Regions from separate parts of the Mus musculus genome. Here regions 1, 3, 4 and 5 are each linked to region 2. The links are chromatin contacts, called in public HiCAR-type and HiChIP or PLAC-seq maps. All regions are on one chromosome and are shown on one strand. The core of a region is the stretch at or near the end of the contact, and the rest is flanking DNA. Distances in the headings are between cores, read along the strand shown.

Evidence for each region. HiCAR-type assays count read pairs that join an accessible place to other places. HiChIP or PLAC-seq counts read pairs in DNA pulled down with a chosen protein or histone mark.
Region 1: a contact with region 2 is called in an H3K27ac HiChIP or PLAC-seq map of embryonic stem cells, with 15 read pairs. The contact joins two enhancer-like sites. A contact is called at or near these places in 2 of 484 Hi-C or Micro-C datasets (both in embryonic stem cells), 12 of 115 datasets of contacts at active chromatin or transcription factors (bone marrow-derived macrophages, embryonic basal ganglia, embryonic forebrain and 4 more) and 1 of 9 other capture datasets (adipose tissue).
Region 3: a contact with region 2 is called in a HiCAR-type map of kidney, with 3 times the contacts expected there. The contact joins two enhancer-like sites. A contact is called at or near these places in 2 of 15 datasets of contacts at CTCF or cohesin (the NIH/3T3 cell line and large pre-B cells), 4 of 484 Hi-C or Micro-C datasets (bone marrow-derived macrophages, cortical neurons, muscle stem cells and 1 more), 22 of 115 datasets of contacts at active chromatin or transcription factors (the NIH/3T3 cell line, acute myeloid leukemia, a beta-TC-6 cell line and 10 more) and 2 of 9 other capture datasets (adipose tissue and liver).
Region 4: a contact with region 2 is called in an H3K27ac HiChIP or PLAC-seq map of embryonic stem cells, with 5 times the contacts expected there. The contact joins two enhancer-like sites. A contact is called at or near these places in 1 of 15 datasets of contacts at CTCF or cohesin (the NIH/3T3 cell line) and 13 of 115 datasets of contacts at active chromatin or transcription factors (bone marrow-derived macrophages, embryonic basal ganglia, embryonic forebrain and 4 more).
Region 5: a FOXA1 HiChIP or PLAC-seq map of pancreatic cancer cells shows a contact between it and region 2. The contact joins two enhancer-like sites. A contact is called at or near these places in 5 of 115 datasets of contacts at active chromatin or transcription factors (embryonic basal ganglia, embryonic stem cells, pancreatic cancer cells and 1 more) and 1 of 9 other capture datasets (adipose tissue).

The regions. Positions count from the first base shown.
Region 1 is chr13:109,624,316-109,627,015 of GRCm38.p6, reverse strand. The region is part of intron 3 of Pde4d (phosphodiesterase 4D, cAMP specific); the gene reads right to left. Among named protein-coding and RNA genes, the nearest start is that of Gm32703, 180 kb to the right of the region's middle. Within about 2 kb of position 1,330, at least 5 of the 459 cell types and tissues checked have an H3K27ac peak or open chromatin away from gene starts, as enhancers often do. A contact at or near this core is called in embryonic stem cells, where this site is marked.
Region 2 is chr13:109,259,091-109,261,790 of GRCm38.p6, reverse strand. The region is part of intron 3 of Pde4d (phosphodiesterase 4D, cAMP specific); the gene reads right to left. Among named protein-coding and RNA genes, the nearest start is that of Mir582, 64 kb to the left of the region's middle. Within about 2 kb of position 1,405, at least 274 of the 459 cell types and tissues checked have an H3K27ac peak or open chromatin away from gene starts, as enhancers often do. A contact at or near this core is called in adipose tissue, bone marrow-derived macrophages, embryonic stem cells and 3 more, where this site is marked.
Region 3 is chr13:109,546,477-109,549,176 of GRCm38.p6, reverse strand. All of the region lies in intron 3 of Pde4d (phosphodiesterase 4D, cAMP specific), which reads right to left. Among named protein-coding and RNA genes, the nearest start is that of Gm32703, 110 kb to the right of the region's middle. Within about 2 kb of position 1,261, at least 67 of the 459 cell types and tissues checked have an H3K27ac peak or open chromatin away from gene starts, as enhancers often do. A contact at or near this core is called in bone marrow-derived macrophages, kidney and muscle stem cells, where this site is marked.
Region 4 is chr13:109,598,698-109,601,397 of GRCm38.p6, reverse strand. All of the region lies in intron 3 of Pde4d (phosphodiesterase 4D, cAMP specific), which reads right to left. Among named protein-coding and RNA genes, the nearest start is that of Gm32703, 160 kb to the right of the region's middle. Within about 2 kb of position 1,392, at least 11 of the 459 cell types and tissues checked have an H3K27ac peak or open chromatin away from gene starts, as enhancers often do. A contact at or near this core is called in embryonic stem cells, where this site is marked.
Region 5 is chr13:109,650,692-109,653,391 of GRCm38.p6, reverse strand. The region is part of intron 3 of Pde4d (phosphodiesterase 4D, cAMP specific); the gene reads right to left. Among named protein-coding and RNA genes, the nearest start is that of Gm32703, 210 kb to the right of the region's middle. Within about 2 kb of position 1,396, at least 91 of the 459 cell types and tissues checked have an H3K27ac peak or open chromatin away from gene starts, as enhancers often do. A contact at or near this core is called in adipose tissue, embryonic stem cells and pancreatic cancer cells, where this site is marked.

The DNA.
Region 1 (2,700 bases), core at 81-2,580, 370 kb before region 2:
TTATTTACAAAACTGAAATTATCCCTGTCTTATTTACAAAGACTGAATAAAAACAACAAAGAACGACTCAGGAGTTGTATAGGACACTACCAGAACTAGCTGATGGAATGGTTTCTAGTTGTTTTGCCTTATGCTTCAAATGTAAAAACAACTCTCTGTCTCTCTGTCTCTCTGTCTCTCTGTCTCTCTGTCTCTCTCTCTCTCTCTCTCTCTCTGTCTCTCCCTGTCTAAAAACATATGGGCTATGAGCACAGGTTGTTCAGTTGGTAAAAAATTTACAACCGTGGATCCGACTGTGTTTCCCACTTGTTGCCTGCCCACCAGTTAAGGTCAGAAACGATGTCTTCCCACTTTTCAGACCCATACTAACAAACCAGCAAAACAATTTTGGAATTGCCAGACTGCAAAGCAAAATTGCTCCCTCAGGACTAAGACAAAAAGAGCTCAAATACCAGAGATTTCTAAATAACAACAATCTCATGTGTCCAATTGTGGGGGCATAAATTTTTCCACAACATTTTTTTTTTTATACGCCAATAGCCATAAACTTTCCTGTTCTCAGGCCCTAGCTGTTGGCCATCTCCTTCAGACCCCCCTGCACCAGGATACATCTTGAGCATTGATTGAATGGAAAAAAAAACAAAAACAAAAACCAGCTGACTGTCAGATGACTTTCCTCTAGTTCCTCATCCTGCCAGCATGATTTCAATAATGATTTTCTGCTCATTTTGTAATAAGAACATGAGATATGTTATATAAGCCCTAATAATCAATTTCCAGGCTTCCAATTTCTTTTATTCTGTTTGATCACCGAGGAAATTGAGGTTTACAAAGTTTGAATAACTTATTCCTGAAAGCATAAAGCTAAGGAGTAGCAGATGCAAGGTTAAACCTACGGTCCTGTTCCCTACAAAAACCTACAGTCTATGTGCCGAGAAAGTAAAGAATGCGAGAAGGCTCCTCTGAAGGAGAGGCAAATCATGGCAGAATCATGGCGGAAGTTTTAGATTTTCACTGGGGAGGAACCAGACAGACACCATGGCTAACAGTTACCTAATCTTACACAGCCAGACAATGCCTCTAGCCACTATTGTCAGCACTGAGACTCAGACACGTTAAGTTTCTGCTATCATAAAGTCAGTCTATGATGACAGACACGTGAGTACAGGTTAGTTCCGTTCATCTCTAGATCGTGGCTTTGCTCTTGATGGCAAATGATCTTTCAATTGATAACTCCTGGAAGAAGACTGAGTTTGGAGTGGCACTAGCTGAAGGCAGAGCCTGAGTGGGCCCAAGCATGAAGAGCCATAGAGACTGTGAACTTGGGATGCCCGCCCGGAGGAAAGGCTGAAGCGCATGCGCATCAGCCTGTGTGCGCTGCTCAGGGTCCGGCGTTTTCCACGTGGGAAAGAAATAGAAATGCTTTTTAATTGGTGTAGCCAATGATGGCAGCTCACCAATGGCTAAAAAAAGAAACACCGACATCTGCTTTAGAGTCACACCTAATCATTTGTTTTTGCTAATTTGTTCTTAATTCATCACAGGACACGCAAAACGTTGAGGTCTAGCTCTCTCTCGAAAAGAAAACCACCCAAGAGATTCACAGCTAGACCTTGATATAATCGCCATTAATGAGGCAGTAGGGAAGGCCCTGAGCTCTGATTCCATGCTATTCCCATTTCATTTGTTCAGAGACATTAAATGCCTTTGCCGCGTCTGATGATGGCGAGCAACAAGGCCTTGATAGAGATCCCAGGTCTCTGCTAAGCGTTAGAGGATAGGCTGTTTCTATTAATATATTAGAGACTCCCTCTGCTAAGTGACTGCTTGCGTATTCCAGAGAGTTGTTTCTCAGCTCATCAACACTAAAAACAAACTCCTGGGTAGGACAACTGTTTGCTGTCTGTCAGACATCTCTTAAAACCACATTCTCAAGTTCTTACTTCACAGTCAGATAGAATTTAGTTCAGTGTTAAGTGGCTGAAGGGACAGAGAGACCTGGTGCCCTTCACAGACACTTTGAACTCAGAATATCCTCTCAGGAAAATGTCACTGAAACATGTGATAGAAAACGCTTCACTGTACAGTCGGTACCTAGCATTACACCGCCGCGCCACAACCACCACCCACCTACATCTTGATTTCACCAGTAAAGAAAAAAAAAAAAAGCATACTGTAAGTATGACTAGGAGGCCCAAGAAAAGCTACAATACACTGAGTGTCAGGCGTCTGTAGTCCAAAGTTGATGGGGAACAGCAAACTTGTTGAGACTAAATATTTATAATATGGTTCAAAAAAGAGATTCATTTTGCAAAATAGCGCTATTGGAATTTCAGAAACGTAGAACAGCTAAGGAAATTTCCTGAGAGTATCAACAACTCTATCTCTTAAACTCCACCAGTTACCCTTGGGAGATTATCTCTAGCAGGTCACCATTAGATTGGACCTGAATAACAAGAATTTCAATGTTATAATAATATATATGGTGGTTTGGATGAGAATGGTCCTACAGGCTAATGTTTGAATATTTAGTTCCCTGGTAGAACTGTTTGTGATGGGTTAAGGGATATGGCCTTATTGGAGCAGGTGTGGCCTTGTTGGAAGGGTCACTGAAGATGAGCTTTGACATTTCAAAAGACCAGCCATTTCCAGTTAGTGCCCTCTCTGCCTCTTTGTGGTGGTTATCTCAAGATAGGAGCT
Region 2 (2,700 bases), core at 156-2,655:
AGAAGAGGAACCTGCAGACACAAGACTTAAACTGCCTATTCTTAGGCAGAAACTCCGAGGAAGGTGCCCCATGGCTTCAGTTCAATATTTGATATTTTCAAGAGCAAGAAAATATTGAAAGTCCTCCAGAAAAAACAAAACAAAACAAAACAAACAAAACATGGAAGCAAGTGCATAAAATAACCTCACCCATTATAAAGATGATAAAATATTCATGAAGGAAATATAAGTGCAAAACATTCAAAGCATTCAAATTCAAGAAAAACAAGATCAGAGTAACAAGGGGTTGCCCATCACTTCCTGCGGGCTTCCTAATCCCTTTCCTCTTCCCTGAAAAGGCACGATGAAAATTATCAACACAATAAAGCTGGAGGCAGTTTGGGGGGCGGGGGGGAGGGGCTCATCTGTACACACTACTGTGAGCATCTCTGTTTGCACGGAGTATCACTCAGGAGACGCTAAGTGTGAGGAGCCTCCCCTCTGTTCTGGTCCAATTAGGAGAACCTGGTAGGGATATTAGCATAAGAAATCAAAGAAACGCCACTACTTAGGTATGGGAGCAAACCTACATTCCTTTTGGACATCTGGAATCCAATTTTCTTGTAGGAACTTGCAATAGAGACTGAGCTCTTAGAACCACCCACCTCAACCACTCCTATTACCTATCTCTAGGATTCCTGCCCTGACTTGGGCATCGGTGGGACATACTATGGAGGTAGATTACTTCCGATAAATCACAGGAGTGGAATAGAGATCTTCCTCCCCACCCCCAAGGCTGCAGGAGGAGCAAAAATCACTGAACCATACGGTATGGCTAACATTTCAGGGGTCGGTGCAGACCTTACCATGTATGTGCCACTGTGAAGCGGCGCTGTTTGGGGATGTTGCTACTCAGAAGCATCCTGCGCAGGAGCCTGGGGGAATTCCTGGGAGAAATCACCGGGGAGAGCTTGGGAGAAACGGATTTCCTCGCTGTCTTTGACTTTTCGTGCTGCAACAGGTTTTCCCGCAGGGATTTCACAAGATCCTCATTGAGCCATGGGTTTGGAACATGCGGATTATCCACTTCAGGGACTGTAAGGGTGTCCGGGCTTGTCGTCTGCTGAGCCATTTTCCTGGTCAACTTTGTACAGTTGGCCACAATCCAGGGCAACGTGGTTGCCTGGCCTGTTTCCAGTGAGTCCCTTGATCCGGAGTCTGAGGAATGTCCAGGGAAACAGGTCGGATCCAGCTGCTGTTAGTTCATTCCGCCCCTGCCTCAGTCTCTCGGTGCAGGCTGCTGGGTGTAGACCAGGCGAGCACACTCCCCCGCCGAAGCCTGTTCAACGTCACCCTCCTCCCCCAGCCCCAGCCAAAGATCACTTGACGAGCAGAGCTCGGGAGGCTCGGGAACATGGAGGGAAGCCACCGCGCTAGCTCGGCTTTTGTCAGCCTGCAGAGCAGCCTGTTAAACTATCGGAACTAATGCGGCGCAGCTGCTCCAGTGACTCCTGCTTATGTACATAAAAAGTCCTGGGGGGAGGGCTTAACCATCAGACGCCTGCTACTCCTCTGTTTGGCCTGCCTTTCCATTTGCTTATTCCTGAATGTAAAGGAAAGAAAAACTTGGAACTTGACCTTCCTCTCAGGCAGGCAGGGGCTATTTATCTCCCTATGGTCTACATTCATAAAAGAAAATTACTAGTGCTTTAGTTTTTTCTTTTTTTTTCTTTTCTTTTCTTTTCTTTTCTTTTCTTTTCTTTTCTTTTCTTTTCTTTCCTTTCCTTTCCTTTCCTTTCCTTTTCTTTCCTTCCTTCCTTCCTTCCTTCCTTCCTTCCTTCCTTCCTTCCTTCTTCCTTCCTTCCTTCCTTCCTTCCTTTTCTTTCTTAATTCTTTTTTTTCCCCCTTTAATAAGGGAAGAATAAATATCCAGTAGCTAGACAAGAAGGAATGGTTCCCTGCTTCTAAATTCAGTCTGATGTATCCTATGAGACAAATCATAAGCGAATACTCCCCCCTCCAGAGACAAACCAAAGGTTTCAAAACGTTACACAGGAAGGACGTGAACAGAGACTGTTGGCTTTTACAACCTTGTTAATTATGGTTCTTTCAAAGCACCAAGCAACACTATTCAGACCCACAAACTTGTTTGTAATCTCTTTGTAGTTAAACTTGCCTCCTCCTGCAAGGAACTGGTTATTTTCACAGAAATAGTTAAAAAAAAAAAAAAAAGAAAGAAGTAAGGTTTCAATTGTTACATTATGTTATGTTTAATTGATATTCAGCCACGAGAGGGTAAAATAAATCAAGCCTTTCATAATTTCTTTTAAAAGAATATTTCAATTTGTGGAAAATATAGCTTCAATAAACTTATTTAGAGAAGATTTAAAATAAAGAAAAGAAAGTATTTTCTTACCGGAAGGGAGTAAATTAAAATGAAGAAAATGTTAATACAAGGAAGCAAGCAATAAAACCTGATTAACTCTCTGTGTTGTGTGGCTCCTGGAATGGTGGGAAAGAGCAGGAGTCTGGCACAGGGCTATCTCTAGCACCCTGGTGACTTTTGGGGGATCTCAGATTATTTTACACTTGAAAAAACAATACCTCTTTGAGGAGCTACAAAATACCTCCAGCCCCCTCCCCCCAAATGGAGGGTTAAATAATTAGATACAATGTTTGGGAATGGGGGGCTGTGAGGCGGTATGAAACAGTTCTATAGTC
Region 3 (2,700 bases), core at 12-2,511, 290 kb before region 2:
TCTGACAGTTGTCAAAAGCCAAAGACAATATTCCTTCTGAAAAATAATTTCCTCAATTCATCCTTGACAGAGCAGAGCCAAACAAGGAAAGAACCCCAAGGGAAATGGGACTTTAGTGAGACGAGTATGAGAGACCCCCCTTTTACACTGAAAAGACAGCATCCATCCGTGTTTTCATGGAGGGAACAGTATAGAACTGCGTGGTATGGTGCTGGCTGAGAAAGGAGAGGCACTGAAAGGCAGCGCAAGCAGCAGTCCCCTGGCCTACTTGGAGCAAACATGATTGCTCCATCAGCATCTTTAGCAGTAACATTACTGGAGAGGTAAAATGAGTGAGAACAGTTGGTAAATGTATGTATTACCCAGCCCCACTATACACATCCTGATTTAGGGACCGTGTGCTAGAAGGCACGGGTTCCTTCTCTGTTGGTGTGATGCTTCGCAGAGAGCATTCTCGGAGGGTTTAATCTCCGTTATGATGTCAGGACTTAATGAGACATAATTTAATGAAACATCAGGAAACACATGCTTTTCCTCCTAGTTTTTTTTTCTCATCATCAAACTGCTTATAAGGAAAAATACCTAGTGTAAAACATCTCGTTTTAATTGTGCTAGGCCATTAGTTAAGACCATTTTTCAGACTTCGAATACGTTATTTAAAAGATGCAGTCCTCATTCCCACTCATAGAGGGCGCTATTTTCTTGTTCATTCCATTTCAGGCACTTGATTAAAAAAACAAAACAAAACAAAAAAACCCAAATACCCCTCCAATGCTGCATCAGTGAAATAAGCCCACAAATAGCTTGACTGTAACAGAGTATATGGTAACAATCCTTTAAGGCAGATTCAAATGAATTTTTAGCGTAGCCATTGCTTGTACTGTTTTTATCTGAGTAAGATGTGGTGAGAAATTAAACTTTCATTTCCTTCCAAAGATTGTTTTTCTTATACTCTAAGATTTTGTTACTTTGCCCATTAATAAATGTTCACTAAATTTCTTGTAGAAACGTGTTTACAGAACTGTATAACAAATTTAATATCACATACAAAGATATCTTCAAGCAAAGTGCTTTACTATGAAGTGAAATATAATTTTAAAATGAAGTCATAAAATACACAGGAAACCCTCCACCTACAATCGGCAATACATCAGACCTGCAAGATGTGCTGCGGCAATGATGTGTAGAACTTGTGGGAATGGCCAACAGATTTCGGTTTAACTTGAGAACCACACCACCAGAGGGAGCCCATGCTCTATACGACCTGATAGCTAGGACCCAGAGAGAGACTGGAGAGCCCAGAGCGCTAAGGCTGAGCCACAGTACTGAGGGAAAAAAATCCTAAAGATATTCTGCTATCCTCCTAGATCTAGCGACTTGTCCAGTCATTCTCAAAGAGTCCATCTTCAATGGGCCAGCAGATGGGAGAAGCTTTAGAGACCCCCACTCAGACATTATGTGGAGAACCTAACTGGAGGTTCCCATAGGGTCCTTCTCCTAGGAGCTCTGAAAACCCCGTGGAAGAGCAAAAAAACAAAAAAACAAAAAAACAAAAAAACAACAACAAAAAAAACAAAAAAAAACAAACAAAAAAACAAAAAACAACAACAAAAAAAAACAAAAACAAAAAAAAACAAAAACAAAACAAAAACAAAAACAAAAAAAAAAACAAAACAAAAAAAAACCAAAAAAACCCAAGAGATTATAGAGTGAGAGAGGATGGAGGACACCAGGAGAACACGGGCCACTGAATCAGCTAAGCAAGGGCTCACATACATGGGCTCATAGAGACCTAAGTGACAAGCCCAAGGCCTGCGTGGGTCGGCACCAGGTCCTCTGCATATATGTGATGGCTCCGTGTTTTTGTGGGGCTTCCAACGGTGGCAGTGGGTGTGTCTCTGACTCTAATGCCTGTTCCTGAGCCTCTTCCTCCTACTAGGTTGCCTTGTCTGGCTTGGATTCGAGGGCCTTTGCCTTTCCTTACTGTGTATCTTGTTTTGCCCTGTCTGACCGTCATCTCTTAGAGGCCTGCTCTTTTCTCAAGAGGAAACTGAGCGGGTGTGGATCTGAGGGAGAGGGGAGGTGGTGAGGTCGCTGGGAAGCGTGGAGGGAGGGCAACTGTGGTCTGATGTATGAGTGAAGAATCTATTTTCAAAAAAGGAAAAGGAAAAGTAGTTTATAGAACTATATGAAATTTAATGTTACCTATAAGGATATCCTCTTGAAGTAATGTGTTATACTATGAAGTAAAATGTAACTTTAAAATACGGCCGTAACACTGGCAAACTGTGAACTGACCTCAATGTTAATATTTATGGTCATTAGTGGTGAGGTGGAAATGCCTTTATGTCTTTTACTTGCAGGTGAAGCTGCAGAGTCATTTTTAAAAACGAGTTTTCTAAGTGTCTATTTTGGTATATTAGCATCCATTTTCTGTCCCTCCAGTGAGTACAGAACTGTGAAGATTAAATCAAAAGGGCTAACAGGGTTGGTCTGGAGCACGGAGACATGGGGCGAAGGGTAGGAGGAAGCCGAACCTCACGCTGATTTTTTTTTTTTTAAAGCATCTGTCGTTTAGAAACTGAAAGCAGAGATGAAATATTAACCGACACAGGGCGCACGGCGGCATAAATAACTCGAAAGGCTTCTGCAAATCCCGAGGATCACGGAAAGGCTCACACCTTTCCACACCCCTTCAAA
Region 4 (2,700 bases), core at 143-2,642, 340 kb before region 2:
AGCCTGGTAGGGAGGAGACACAACCTCACAACAAACATCTTTCCCCTGGCCCTCTCTTCTACAGTGACTGTGAGCATTAGGTATGGGAATTCTATTGTACAGAACCCTCATCCCTGAGGACTAACTTGCATGGTGCCTTTGGGTGATGAGTACTACTCATAAGTCCTCCGAGGAAGCGAGCTGAGGCAAAGTAGAGTAATCTAATATCTGAACAGTCTACACTGCTAATGACAACCACCAGCACAACGTCACCTGGGTGTGCTGGTCTAAGTAGAAAGGTTGCATCTGCTCCTTTTAAGCTCAGTAGGAATTATTGAACATTCTTTCTCCCAAATCGTGCTGGTCTAGTACAGTGCTGGTTTACTAAGATTCATGCCTTCAGGAGGTCTCAGTAGTTAACTATTTTTTTCCAGGACCAGGCATGAATTCCTTTTCCTTGCATGGGCCTTAAGTCCAATTAAAGTTGGTTAGTGCCAAGGTGTGTATGCCACTACTGTACCCGTGGGCGATCACGCTATGGTGGCGCTTGCTTTGGTTCAGAGATGCCAGAGCTGAGTAGGACTATCAATTGTTCCTCATTGGTCGAATATTTTCCTGATATGTATGAGGTCCTAAATTTAATCCCCAGTACAACAGCCATAAAAAACATTCTCCGTCTTTTTACCTGAAGATACCAGGTTTATCTACCCACATCAACAGCTTCTTGTGAAATAACACGCCTTTCCTTAGCTCACTCTTTTACTAATTAAATAACCACTGAGTAGCTCTTTCCTGTACTTGCTCCTTAAATAAAGGATTCAAAGTAAATCAAATACAATATCTATATTGAACAATTTTATGGTAGGATAAGAAAGAGCAGGAGAGCCCGGTGTGTTGGCACACGCCTTTGATCCCAGCACTCGGGAGGCAGAAGCAGGCGGATTTTTGAGTTTGAGGCCAGTCTGGTCTACAAAGTGAGTTCCAGGACAGCCAGGGCTATACAGAGAAACCCTATCTCAAAAAAAAAAACCAAAAAACAAACAAACAAACAAAAAACCAAACAAACAAAAAAAGCAAGCAGGAGACTGATTATCCTTCTGTGACAGACTTTTATAGGACAGTGAAAATACAGGACTTTGTCAATTCCTCAAGGGTCATTTTTAAAGGGCATATAAAATATTTTCAAGAGATACTAAAATAGTGCATACTTTGTACTAAATGAGACATCTTTCTTTTGTTTTCTTCATTTCTAAATACCTCTTTTGTTACTCAGTTTTTGGTCACTAATAAAAGATACTTTGTATTCTATTGCTTGGCAGCCATTGCATTTCACCGGATTGAAGAGCCCGCCTTTCAAATTCAGAACAGAGGGTGGAGACTGAAAGGTCATGGGAAGGATTGCCTTAGGGCAAGGTGGGCACACTGGGCTGGGACAGAGCTGTTCGCAGAGCTGAACCAAGGCTTCTCACAAGGCTCACACAGAGCACATGATGGAACCCTAGCTGAGCTGCCTCAGGGTTTCTCACTTGGCAAGCACAAGACATTGAAGAGCTCTGCCTCTTCCCCAGTTCCTGTCAGGAATTGATCCATGGAGAAAGGTTAATGTTTAACCTGAACTTGGGCAATACAATGAGTTTGTTACTTTATAATAACAAATTTTGGCTTGAATGACGACAAGAATCACATGCCAACTGAGGATAGAGGGAAAAGTACGAGCTCATTTTCTTCAAAGATTAAATTACCACATTCCTTCGGAAAATGTGACAGCCCATATTCTAAACTCAAGAATTCATAATGTATCCCAAGAATGCTCCATGAATATAACTCTTTGGCATCCTATGACTATAGGTAAGTTTCTATACATCTAAAGGCAAGCTTCAGATAATAGCATATTTAGTCATGGCTTTCCTTACTCTGCTTCAGATGAAAATGCTCTATATTTTGTCATGGCTAATGGTGTAATGTTTGAATACAAAACTTAATTAAATTTAAACTTGTCTGATTTATGTTACAATATTCAGAACAAAATTATTTACCTTGTAAGTTGCCACCCCCATCCCCCACCCCCCCAGAGTTGGAGAGAACACTAGTCTACAGCAACATCTTATTATTCAGCATGTAGATTTACTAATGGGCTTTTACAAACACTCAGATCTTATCTTTACATAGAATGAAGGACTTGAGTGTCCCATGTCTCTCCAGACAGCAACTTTGAGTGGCCCAATGAATTGCCATGGTTGTCTTTTTGGTAGTTCTCCTTATTTGTACCTTATTTGTTTGGGGGCAACCTCCTAACAACCACATCCCCTCCCTTCCTCCCACAATCCCCATGTACATTGCTGCCTAGATAAAAATCATTATGATCCAGGCAACAGATTCTCACATATGTGACATGTAGTTAAAAATGAAAGTCAAACAGAATTGAGAAAGATACGTTTTGACATCCCTTTAAGGTGACACCACTTTTAAGATCTGCACTGATTTGACAGGGATTGATAATTTTCAAGTCTTAGTTCCTCGTGAATAAAATAGAAATATCATCAACTTCCTATTGAAACCAATGTGCACAGAAGTGCCTCTCTTTTGATCTATAAATATCCCTGTATATACATGTGTACAGGTGGTCACAATCTAATTAAGTGCAATCCATCACCCAGATACTTATATGATAGTTTAGAAATCAATCATATATTGCATAGTGGTACAAATGACAAGATCTTA
Region 5 (2,700 bases), core at 147-2,646, 390 kb before region 2:
ATTGCCTTTTGCTGGGATGTTCAAGCAAGCTAATTTGAAGTCTGAAAGTACTAGCTTGCTGCCTGGAATTGGTCCCCACAAGCTTGAAATAAACTAGTCAACGAGCTTAAAGTTGCCCTTCACAGACAAAAGGATACACTCAGCTCCAAGCCATTAGGGAAGGTCTAATTTCACAGCGCCAGACAGCCAGGAAAAGTGAGCCTCAGAGGAAACCCTTTGTGGAAACTCCCTGAACTGTCCTCAGTAAACTCTATAGACCCATTTTAGATCTGCTTTTGTAAAATTCTTTTTTATTAAAATATCATGTTTTTTTTTTGGGGGGGGGGACCCTACTGTAAGTTGTTTGAAGGAGGTATAGTTAACAAAAGTCTGATGATGATCCCAGCAACCCCGGGTTCAAAGTTCAGCTCATTAGCTACCTCTGAGCCGTATAACCCTCAGCCCATTGACTGATCCATATGACCTCTATTTTCACAGCTGTGGGGGAAAAAAAATTGCCACGGGGATAATAAAGTCACTTCTCAGAACTGTTGAAGATTGTGAAAGTCACTACCAAAAATGTCTGGCACAAGCCCAGGCTTAGTGTGGGCTTAATCAGATGACACGGAGTTCTTCATTTCTCTTCTGCCTTCCGTTCTTATCCCCTCTCCTCCACGATTTTACACCAGCTTTCATAGGTCATGATTGCTCTGTACTCTTCCTGCTGAGCGCCCCCCTCCACCAGTACATGAAGATACTCTGTGGTCTTGGTTGTTCAAATCAAAGACAGCCCACTAGGGATTTAGTCCTTTTGCTCAATGCTTAGCTCATAATAGATTGCAAATGTCCTAAGGGGGGAAAGGCATTCATTTCTGTCTAACTGCTTATTTATGCTGCTTTTCATTGACCTGGAGGATCAAATCCAGGACCTTGTACAAGAACTCGACGAGTGACCCACATCATCAATGGCTTTGTCATACTTTAGTTGTTACACTTTTTATTTTCTCTGAGTAGACTCTGCCAAGGTAAACATGGGCAACAAAAATGAAGCTAAATGAGGTCTTGGCTTTGAGGAGCAAAGATGTGGGGAGCGGACAGAGAAGAACCCTCCTGACAGGGAGGAAGCATTCCAACACCAAACCTCCTGACTCAGTCATTCTACAGAATCCAGGAGACGATGCATTTGCTACTGTGTTGGTAAATAAGGCTCACGTGCTCCTTGAGTTGATACCTGTTTCCTTTTTCTTCTTATTCAGAACACTTCTCAAACATCTTTACAAAGACATTATTAGCATAAGAGAAAGGCACTCAGAAATCACCATGTCTAATGATGATGGCTGCCAGTGCTGCCACTGACCGTGTAAGTAGCACTTGCCAGGCCTTACAGCAGCATTTTGCAATTAGTTCACATACCAGCCTATGACTGGGTATACAGATAAGGACACCAAGCCAGAGGCGGGAAGAGAGTGCACAAAGCAGGTGTTAGACCCAGCTAATAAGCGATGAGTCATGCTGTCTGCATAAACATCTCGAGTACTTTGTCTCCTTTGGGTGAGCAATCACGGAACTCAATTAGGAATTCCATTTTGTTCTACTACACTGTATACTATAATTGAATAACCTAATGCATCTTTTTTTGTTTTGTTGGTTTTGGTTTTTGCTTTTTTTGTTTTTTTGTTTTTCTCCAAAGTGAGACTTGGGGAATTCTAAGGAAATATCAAGAGGTCAAAGGAAGTAAGCTCAAAGTCTGGATGGCTTGGGAAGCCTTGACCCTTTGTAAACACTGCCCACCACCTACCAAGCCATTCATGGCATTTTCAAGATGGATGACTATAGGGAGCTGGACAGACAGCTCAGAAGTTAAGAGCATGTGTTGATTTTTGTGGAGAACCAGGATCTATTATGTCACAGGACTCATAACAGCCTGTAACTCAAGCTTGGGCGATCTGACACTCTGGCATCCTCGGGCACCTGTCCGTGTCTGCCCATACCTACCCCCACACAACACATACACGTAATTTAAAGTGTAAATCAAATCCTTTAAAAATGCACAATTGTAAAAGGTTTTTCTTTGGTACTAGGAAGAGATATTGCGGAGTTAGGACTTGGAATATTCACAGGTTAAAAATAAGTGTGAAAACCACTGCTTTCATGTGCGTTTCCATGGAAATGTTGAAAACAACTTCCCAGGAAGGCCTTGAGGCTGTATTAATCCTTGCCATATCCCCAAAATGTTGCCTCATTATATTATCCCCCTCCCTACAAAAGTACTTTCCGTTTGTTCCTCACAGACAACTTGTAAGCTGATTAAGGCTTACAAAGTCTTGCTTTATAGAGAAAATGTTGAATCCAGAGCTCTGTGGGTATTAAGAAATCAATGATCAACAGGCACCCAGGCTCCCAACACCGGCCAACGGCAACGTTGCCAAGGCAAAAGGCCTTCTGTGTGTGCAATGGTCTAGGGCTTTCATGATGAAAAAAAAAAAAAGCCACATCTCAGCAAACATAATTTTGCACGCTGAACACAAGGGATCGGTGATATCGTACTACAGTTCGGTCTGCCTCAGGATTCCTTTAGGAGTTACATCTGAAGGCGGTGTCTGTCTGAAAGGTGTCTGTGTAGCAGCATTGACAGATTGCCTGGCATTCGCTCTTGAAACTCCTTAGCCCTGAGCTCGGGCACCTAAGCGGCTCCTTTCTCTGAGGAAAGCAGAAGAGTGT